Regions from separate parts of the Mus musculus genome. Here region 1 is linked to region 2. The links are chromatin contacts, called in public Hi-C maps. All regions are on one chromosome and are shown on one strand. Each heading gives the region's core, a stretch centred on a gene start, on an enhancer-like site or on the middle of the called end of the contact. The rest is flanking DNA. Distances are from core to core; before and after follow the strand shown.

What was found. A called contact is a pair of places that touch in the nucleus more often than the background predicts.
Region 1: a contact with region 2 is called in a Hi-C map of cardiomyocytes, with 6 times the contacts expected there. The contact joins the promoter of Thada here to the promoter of Eml4 in region 2. A contact is called at or near these places in 1 of 39 promoter capture datasets (pre-B cells), 1 of 484 Hi-C or Micro-C datasets (cardiomyocytes) and 1 of 115 datasets of contacts at active chromatin or transcription factors (large pre-B cells).

What each region holds. Positions count from the first base shown.
Region 1 is chr17:84,463,840-84,468,250 of GRCm38.p6, forward strand. Thada (thyroid adenoma associated) reads right to left here and starts at 2,369. Exons shown (of 38, transcript NM_183021.3): 1 at 2,255-2,369; 2 at 518-662. The coding sequence starts at 593.
Region 2 is chr17:83,348,013-83,352,371 of GRCm38.p6, forward strand. It overlaps Eml4 (echinoderm microtubule associated protein like 4), which reads left to right and starts at 2,929. Exons shown (of 23, transcript NM_001379374.1): 1 at 2,929-3,227. The coding sequence starts at 3,203.

The sequences.
Region 1 (4,411 bases), core at 1,119-3,618, 1.1 Mb after region 2:
CCTAGTCTGCACTGCACTGCTGTGAAACACCACGTGCCCACACACACACTTACTGCCCTAGTCTGCACTGCACTGCTGTGAAACACCGCGTGCCCACACACACACTTACTGTCCTAGTCTGCACTGCACTGCTGTGAAACACCACGTGCACACACACTTACTGTCCTAGTCTGCACTGCACTGCTGTGAAACACCGTGTGCCCACACACACACTTACTGCTCTAGTCTGCACTGCACTGCTGTGAAACACCACGTGCCCACACACACACTTACTGCCCTAGTCTGCATTGCACTGCTGTGAAACACCGTGTGCCCACACACAAACTTACTGTCCTAGTCTGCACTGCACTGCTGTGAAACACCAGACCAGAAGAAGACTGAGAAGGACAGGGTTTACTTATTTTCTCTCACATGTCCCAAGTCCCAGTCCCTCAGTAAGGGAGGCCAGGTTCCAGCGATTCACACACTCTGTTTACAAATCTGTTCACTGGACAAATGAACTGTCAAAATCACATACATCTCAAAGTTTCCATGTCCTGATGACAGACAGTCAGCGCAGCAACCTGCATTTCTCTTTTCTTCTTCACACCCATCTTACACAGGATGAACAGCGCTCTGCAAGAAGGAAGAACTTGAGGCAGTGGTCCAGTGGAGAGTTTCTCCTGCAACAACAGTGACATTTGAGGCCACGTGTCTCTTACTGAGGATGGTGGGCTGTGCACCGTAGGGTGCTTAGAGCCTCCCCAGCCTGCACCCCATGAGATGCCAGGATTATCTTACTACCAACAAATTAAGATGACCAATAGATATCTCCCAACAAAGCCACTAGTGAGTGACAATTTCTGAGCTGAGGAGATCTGGTTTGCCAAACAAAATCTGTGGGCTTTTTGTTTAAGGTTTTTTTACTACCTTGAAAATGGGGGGTTTCATTATGTTGTCCTTAAATGAGGTGCTGCTTTGAAGGAGAGATTTCTTTTGTCCCATTTAATAATTAGACATTCTACGAAAGCTTTGAGGATACAGATTCCAGCTTAAGTCAAAGGCAGACCTCCGTGGCCACTGAGGAATGGTCTACCTGCAGACCCTCCCAGGCAGAAAACGACTCAGCATGCGTCACTTAAACTCCTGACATAGCTTCCTTGTTGTCCCTACTTGTCTCTGAAGAATCAAAGCAATCTAACCATGCACTTGCTTATAAACTTCCCAAAGGTTTTCCCTTGCACTAAATAAAATGCATTAGTTACATCCAAATTTGGGTGTATGGCCTGAAAACAATCTGGCCCCAGCTTCCTCTGCCATTCATTTCAGATTTCTTTCACAGCATGTATTACTACCTAAGATTACACTAACTGGCACACCTGTCTATTGCCTGTTTTTCCTAGCACTAAGCTCCATAAAGGTTGCAATGAACTGAATAGTTGTGTTCAGTGTTCCCGTTCTTAACTCCTTAGTCGTTCATGCATGTAGTAAATGCTTTATTAAAATTTCATGAACTAAATCAAGGAATTCTTAATTAACAATTGCTAGAGATATTATAGGAGGGACATATATACTTTTAGAAGGAAGGTGGGCTACCTGGTACCTAAAAGGACATGCTACAGCTAAGTGGCATACCGCTCCAGAAACTGAAGCATTTATAGTCCATTTGGACGGCAAGTCACTACAGCAACGGCAAATGAGCAGTCAAGCAAAAAAGTTAATGAACACAGCCAGACAGAGAGACAACAAGGAAAGGCCTTGAAGTTCTGGGTTAAGTTTAGGGAAATAATTTCCCAAACGAGCAGCCAGCGTGCAAAGTACTGAGAAAGTACTGAGGAAGGAAACTGAGGGGACACTTGTGATTTGAAATGGCAAGTTTGCAGCAGTATTTGATCCCGGAGTCCTAGGGACTACACAGAGATAGACTCGGTGATTCTGCGCGTTCTAAGGGTAAACGTGTGTCCGGGTGAACTGGGCCGGCCCAGAGCCGAAAATCCCGGTTCAGCCTGATGGGCATCTGCCCATAGGTGCCACTTGCTGCTTCCCGCCCATCTACATCTACACCTTCCCGACCGCCTCCCACGTGGAGTCCAAAGACTGACAGAAGGACGGATGAAAACGTGGTTCAAGGGCTGTCTGTCTCCATGGAGACCTCAGCGCCCGGAAGCCACGGCTGGCACCCTCGGGGTGGCCTGCAAGCTGCCCCGGCCGCGCTGTGGCGAAGTCGGTCCCCCGCGCCCGCGTGCCTGGCAGGCAGCGCGCCCGCGAGCCAAACCTCGTGCCCGAGGACGTCTGCAAAGCGTCGCCACCTCTGGACGAGACCCGGAAGCCCGTCAAGTCTACCGCGTCCCTGCGGCTTGTAACGTGGTGCGCGATCCAAAAACCGGTCCCCGGCGAAGGGAGGCAGGGCTGGAAGCTGGCACGGAAATATCGCGAGAGCGGCCGAGTGCCGCTCCTCCAATCAGAAGTGAGGGTGGGTTGTGACGTCATCAAAGAGGGCGTTTGCGAGGGGATTTAGAGAGCCCGCGACTAAACAGTTCTTGATAAGCGAGCCTATGATGGTGACTGCTGGGAATTGCATGCCCCTCACCTCCTTCTGGCTGGCAGAGCAGCAGCCTCCACACCTCTAGGTGTCAGGCCGACATTTCTGTTCCAACCCAGACTTTCTACATTCACTGTGCCCAGCGCAGAGACAGGCAAAATCTACACTCGGGGACGGTTGTGCCAGGGACGGGAACTGAAGCCAAGAGCAACGACTTGAACTCCACTGTCCGAGCCTTAAACGCTGCCTTAAAGGCTGCATCTTTTACACAACTCACAGACTATCTTGCAGTCCAGTCCTTTAAAACTGAGTAAAAATTAGAGACCTATATCACCTTAGTAAGGAGCTGGGACAAGGGACAAGATCACAGAACGGACAAGATGCTGAAAAGGCCGGGATGCTGGCCTGGGCTCTGAGATACATAGTTGGGAAAAACAATGAAAATTAGGTTCATCAGGTGGATGGCTTTTCTATCAAACTTTGTATTTCTTTGTGGTTTTGCCACGTGTATTGTGAGACCCTGACTTAAAGCGTTTCTCCTTGAAAGGTAAAGCCCCTAAAACATTTCCCCAAGCTTGTTTTCCCTGACCTATAAAAATACAGCTAGAAAGAAGCTCTTTGTTCTCTATAGCCAGCAAAAAGCCTTTTTGTTTCTATACTTTACAACCAGAGATGCGATAATTGTAAAAGACCCAGCCAGCACTTGCCTGGCTTCCTGTGCCAAGGACTCAGGGTTAGGGTTAGGGGAAGATAAAAATTCAGAAAGAACTCACTCCCCACTCCTTCTGCCTTGTAAATTTCACCAAGGACACTCCGCCCAACTCTTCCCAACTCCTCAGCTAGCTATTAAAAGCCCCCTACTGTCACTGGGGTCATCGGGGTCGGGTCAAACTCCCCTGACCTGCATGGCGGAAGGAGTTTGTCCTCAGCTAGCTGATAATAAAACCTCTTGCAGTTTGCATCAGTGTGATTTTCTCTCCCGTCTTTGGGGTGCTGGCCAACTTATCCTGGGACTTGAGCGGAGGCCAAGCTTCAGGGGTCTTACAGTATCACTAAACAATAGCTTGGTTGATTTTGTGTCTGTTATCCACCGATTCACATCTTTTGGCATTGCTTTCAGGTCACTCACCTAAAACTGAGTGGTGACAATTCTTTGACTCACTGTTAATATGCCGTTCTCTACTGTGCTGCATTTGTGCTGATATATATGGACATTTGCTCTGGAGGAGTCCAGAGCAGAGGGGTGGGAGCAGGGCAGGGGACTGGACATAGCCGGGGATAGGGAAGCAGGACGGATGTGGCAAGAATTGTGTAGGTTATTAGTAGGTTATTATCAGGGAAGCCTGGCTACTGTTAAATTAGAGGAGGAAGTGGAAAAGGCCAGGATACTAATCTGTGCTCTGAGATGCCTAACCAGGACCTGTGGAAAAGGACCAGAAGAGTTTGGAGGCTAGCATTGGCTCTGGTGTGCACCAGAGGTGCATGTCAACAAGGAGGAAGATGTCTTCTTTGCCAGAAGCAGGGAAAATAGGAGAAAGGCTCTTCCTGACAGACAGAAACCATTCCTCAAATTTCTGAGGAACGCTGAAAATGTCAGCAATTCTATAGGGCAGCATGAGCTGAGCCAAGACTGTCATTTTGGACCAAGTCAGTGGGCCTGCTTTTTAGGGCTGCCTGGGGTTTTCCTAATAGTAACAAACTACTGATAGTCTGGGGGTCCTGAAATGATACAGTCTAGAGGTTTGGGTTAGGTTAATTTTTTTCAGCCAGCTAAAGAATTAAAATGCAGGAAAAATCTGGAATGCAACAGTAGCAGAAAAGAAATCTCAAACAGCAGACAGAATCAGCAGTTGAAGAAAATCCCTACTCCCTGGTCAAAAATAAGTATGG
Region 2 (4,359 bases), core at 1,679-4,178:
TGACACAGGCAGATTTATCATGAAATATACAATGCTTGATCTTCAGATGTCTTCATCCCTTGCCTCCACTTTTCCTGTTGGTTTGTCTGTCTTACTTTTGAAGATAGGATTAATTACAAGGTTTCTTTTTGTCCAGGCTCCCCTTAGACTTGCTATGGATGTGAAGATGATCTTGACCTTTTGGTCTCCCTGACTCAGCCTCCAGGGTGCTGAGCTTACAGGAAAACACAGCATGCCCGGCAGCCTGAGCCTGCACTGAGTGTGCCTGCCCTGAGTGTGCCTGCCCTGAGTGTGCCTGCACTGAGTGTGTAAGAAGGCGCATCTTTCCATCACAGCCTTCCTTCCCTTAGTCACGTATTCCACTCCGGCAGGAACTATTGGAATAACTAGATATCTGGGGCAACTAGCTTTCAAAGAGTTGGGGATACATTTGATGTTAGGCTTAGTGAAATATTCCACCCAGACCACGGCCATTTGCATTGAATCAGTGCCAGCTACTTTTGTTTAGCGATAGATTTCGGGAGTGCTCCTGTGGCTCAGCTCACTGACTTGCCTGGCGTCCCAGCATAGAATTTCAGGGCTAGAGGTTAGAACACCATATGGACATACAGCTGGCCCTGGCAGTATGTGAGGAGTGTGGGAGGAGCAAGGGTTGCAACACACAAAGCCAAAGGGGAAGGTCCTTGCAGTCATCAGATAAGTACATTGTAAGTAGAGAATTTGGCCTTCATTGATGGCAAGCCAAAATAGACATTTGTCTCCTGTCAAGAACATACTCAGTAACGCAGTGCTGTAGAATTTTAAATGTATAATACTTGTGTTTTTCTTTTTAAAATGTGAATCATATGAAATTAATCAGAATGCCTCTAGCAATTATATATAATGTATAGCATATATGTAATATATACATATATGTAATATATACATATATAATATACACGCATATATACATATAATATATACACATATGTAATATATACATATACACACATATATACATATATGTAATATATACGTATGTATACCTATATGTGATATATACATATATAATATATACATATATATACTATATATATGGCTTTACTATAAGTAGGAAATCAAGTTCTACTTCAATTATTGAAAACTTAAAAATTGGTTCACCATGCTAGAAGAAAACCTGACTTACTATTCTCTTCTTTTAGTTAAACATTTTTTAAAAAGCCAATGTCAGGTTTTCATTTGTTGTGCTTGTGCATGCGTGTGCCAGAGGTCAGCCTCAGGTACAGTTCCTCATGAGCTGTTTATGAGATAGGACCTCTCTGTGGAGGCTGGCTGGCCAGGATGCCCTGGCGTTCAGTTTGTCTCTGCCTTCCCAGATCTGGGATTGTAAGTGTACATCAGTACACTTTCCCTGCTTCTGTGGGAAGCACATTACTGACTGTCATCTCTCAGCCTTGCTGTGTCCTGTTTACAACACTGACCTCCTAGGTTTGCTGTGATGTTTCCTTAAGTTTTTAAGTTAGATTTTGTTTGTTGGCTGTTTCCAGAGCTGGGGATCAAACCCAGTGCCTCCTATTTACTAAGCACAATTGGTCACCGAGGTACACTCCCAGGCCCTTAGGAAAGAAGTTTAAAAAGGCATCAAAGGGGAGAGGTATCCTTCAAGGATGTTTAACAATCCTTTCAACCATTTAATTCTGTCAATTCTTTTCATGGCAGTTGTTGTTCCCCATTTCTTCTCTCCTTACTTCAATTTGTTCCTTGTAACCTACAACTCTATTAACAGACATTCTTATTTTTTTCCTAACCCAGCTACTTTAAAAGGTATATCTAATTTAGTCTCTGAGACACCTTACAGTTTTTTGTTACTCTAATCTGCACATCGACCTAGAAGGGACCTAAACTATTCAAATGTCTTTGTAAGGAAAGAGGATAAAATCAGAGGGTTGAGAGCTGGAGAGATATAGCTCAGCGGTTAAGAGCCCTGACTGCTCTTCCAGAGGTCCTGAGTTCAATTCCCCGCAACCACATGGTGACTCACAACCATCTGTAACCGGGTGACAGTGTACCCATATAAATTTAAAAAAAATCTTTAAAAAATAAAATAATAATAATAAAAGATTAGAGGGTTGAAGAAGATGGGATGAGTTTTGGTTGTGCTTGTGCATGCGTGTGCCAGAGGTCAGCCTCAGGTACAGTCTAGCACTTGAATTTGCAAATAAATTAAAGCAAGGCCTAAATTTAGTTAGGTGACTTCATAGATTTGAGCCTAGAACTAAGGTTTATTTAAAAACTAATAGTCTGTGCTATAGTTTCCTGATAGGCTATCCGGTGGCTTTGTGCCCTGATGGGAAGAACAAAAGGAGAGTAAGCCAAGCCAGTCTTTTACGTGCACTTTCCTCATAAGACTTGGGTAAGACGAACTCTTTTCATCCAGCATTAACATTGTTTGCTTGTGCTCTGTCCTAGAACCTGCGGTTGTGGCAGACATGGCCTCAGGCTGGTCAAAAAGTCTTGTCTCTACCTAGAATTCTCACTGACTAGAGGAGAGGGGAACCCCAAGAAGGGGAATCTTTCCTCTCACTCGTTAGCCTCCTCGTTACCTCCCTTCAAAAGAACTCTAGAACTGTGCTCCGCGGGCTTCCCAGAGGGAAAGAATCCCACAGTGCAGGTCAGCTTTCTAGCAGCAGGACACCCACGAGCCCCGTCCACTCAGACCCAGTTTCGGGCTGGAGAATCCTGGTGGCGAAACCGGGCCAGGAACACAAGAGCAGCCAATAGCCTCCTAACTCTCAAGAGTTCTCTGCGGCTGCGGAGGCAGGGCAGAGAGGGAGGGGCGTGTCGCGGGAAGCCCCGCCCCGTTCCGTCACGTGGGGCGGGATCGGAAGCGTGACGGCGTGCGCGGGGGCGGAGCCGTGGCTGCGCGCGGGCGCGGGGGCGGGGCGCGGCGCGGCGCGGCGCGGCGCTCACGGCTGCGGCTTAGGAGAGAGAGAGAGAGAGGGAGAGAGGCCGGGCAGGCGGCGGGCGGCGCGGCTCTCAACCTGATTGACCGACTGACCCTCGGGGCTGACGGGCTGACCGGCGGACGGCGGCGGCGGGAGTCGGAAGCCGCGCCGGGCGACGCTGAGAACCGGCGGGTCAGGTCCCGCGGCCGCCGCACGGTCGGGGCGCTGAATGAAGCGCCCGCCCCGCTGAGCCCCGAGCCCGGCGCGGTCCCCGCAAGATGGACGGTTTCGCCGGCAGCCTCGGTGAGTCCGGCCGCGGGCTCGCGCCCCTCGTACGTAACCCGGGACCCCGGCTTCCTGCGCGCGCGCGCGCCGCGGGCCCTGCTCCCCGGGCTGCCCCTGCGGGTGGCCGCCGCTCCCGGCACATGGTCCCCGCGAGGCTGCAGCCCCGCCGCCGCCTCCGGGACGGGCGGCCCCTCCCCCCATGCAGCCCTCGCCTCCAGACCCTCCCTTCTTCCCAGAGCCCCCTTCAGTGCGGGGGCCCTCCTTCCCCTCAACGACCCTCCAGCCGCTGCTACGTCCCTCCCGGTACACTTAGCACCTTCTTCTGACCCCCCCACCCCGTTAAAGTCAGGGCACCCCTTCATCAAATACAGACTCTCCCTCAGAGTACATCTCTCCACTTAAACGGAATGATAGGCAAGATTGGGGCAGCCTTTCCGGAGGGAGTAGGAATCCCCAGTCCCACTTCTGGATTGGAGTCACCCCTTTCAGTCTTTATATTTGAAGATTTATTAAGTAGCCCTCAGTAACTGACAGCTTCCCTCCACTTCCCTGAACGTTTTGCAGTGGTGGAGAGCATTATCATCTACTCAATACAGGGAAGGAAGAGGCGCATCTGTGTTGGGGGACCCTCTTTAAGAGTGAAAGCAGAAGTATGCTCTCCATGCGTGCTGGAGAGAAGTAATCCTGCCCAATGAACCCATAAGAGGGGGCCTCAATCGGAAAAGAAAGGATTCTCCATTTTTGGAATATGCTGTCTTTGTGGAATGGAGAGAAAGGGATAGGGTATCCTGTTGGCTGAAGTGTTTTCTCAGTGTTCCATTTAACCAGAGTACAGGTGCTAAATGTTGTGACTGACTTGAGGAACAGAACTCCAGGGTAACCAGTACCTGTGTCTGGAATGGCTATTCTTTGAGGCCACTGGAATCCAGTTACTGTAGAGATTTCAGTGTTACGGTGAGAGAAACGATTCTGTTTTTGCTGATACTGCGGTTATGTGATACCAGCGACTGGGTTTGATTTGTATATTTGACTAGTTTATGTGGTAGTAGCGTGTATAGTCGGATGCTTTTCTTTTTCCATTTCGTGATAATAAATCTCTAGTTAGTTAATGTTCACTGATCAGCAAACCATCTGGCACTAAGCCATATTT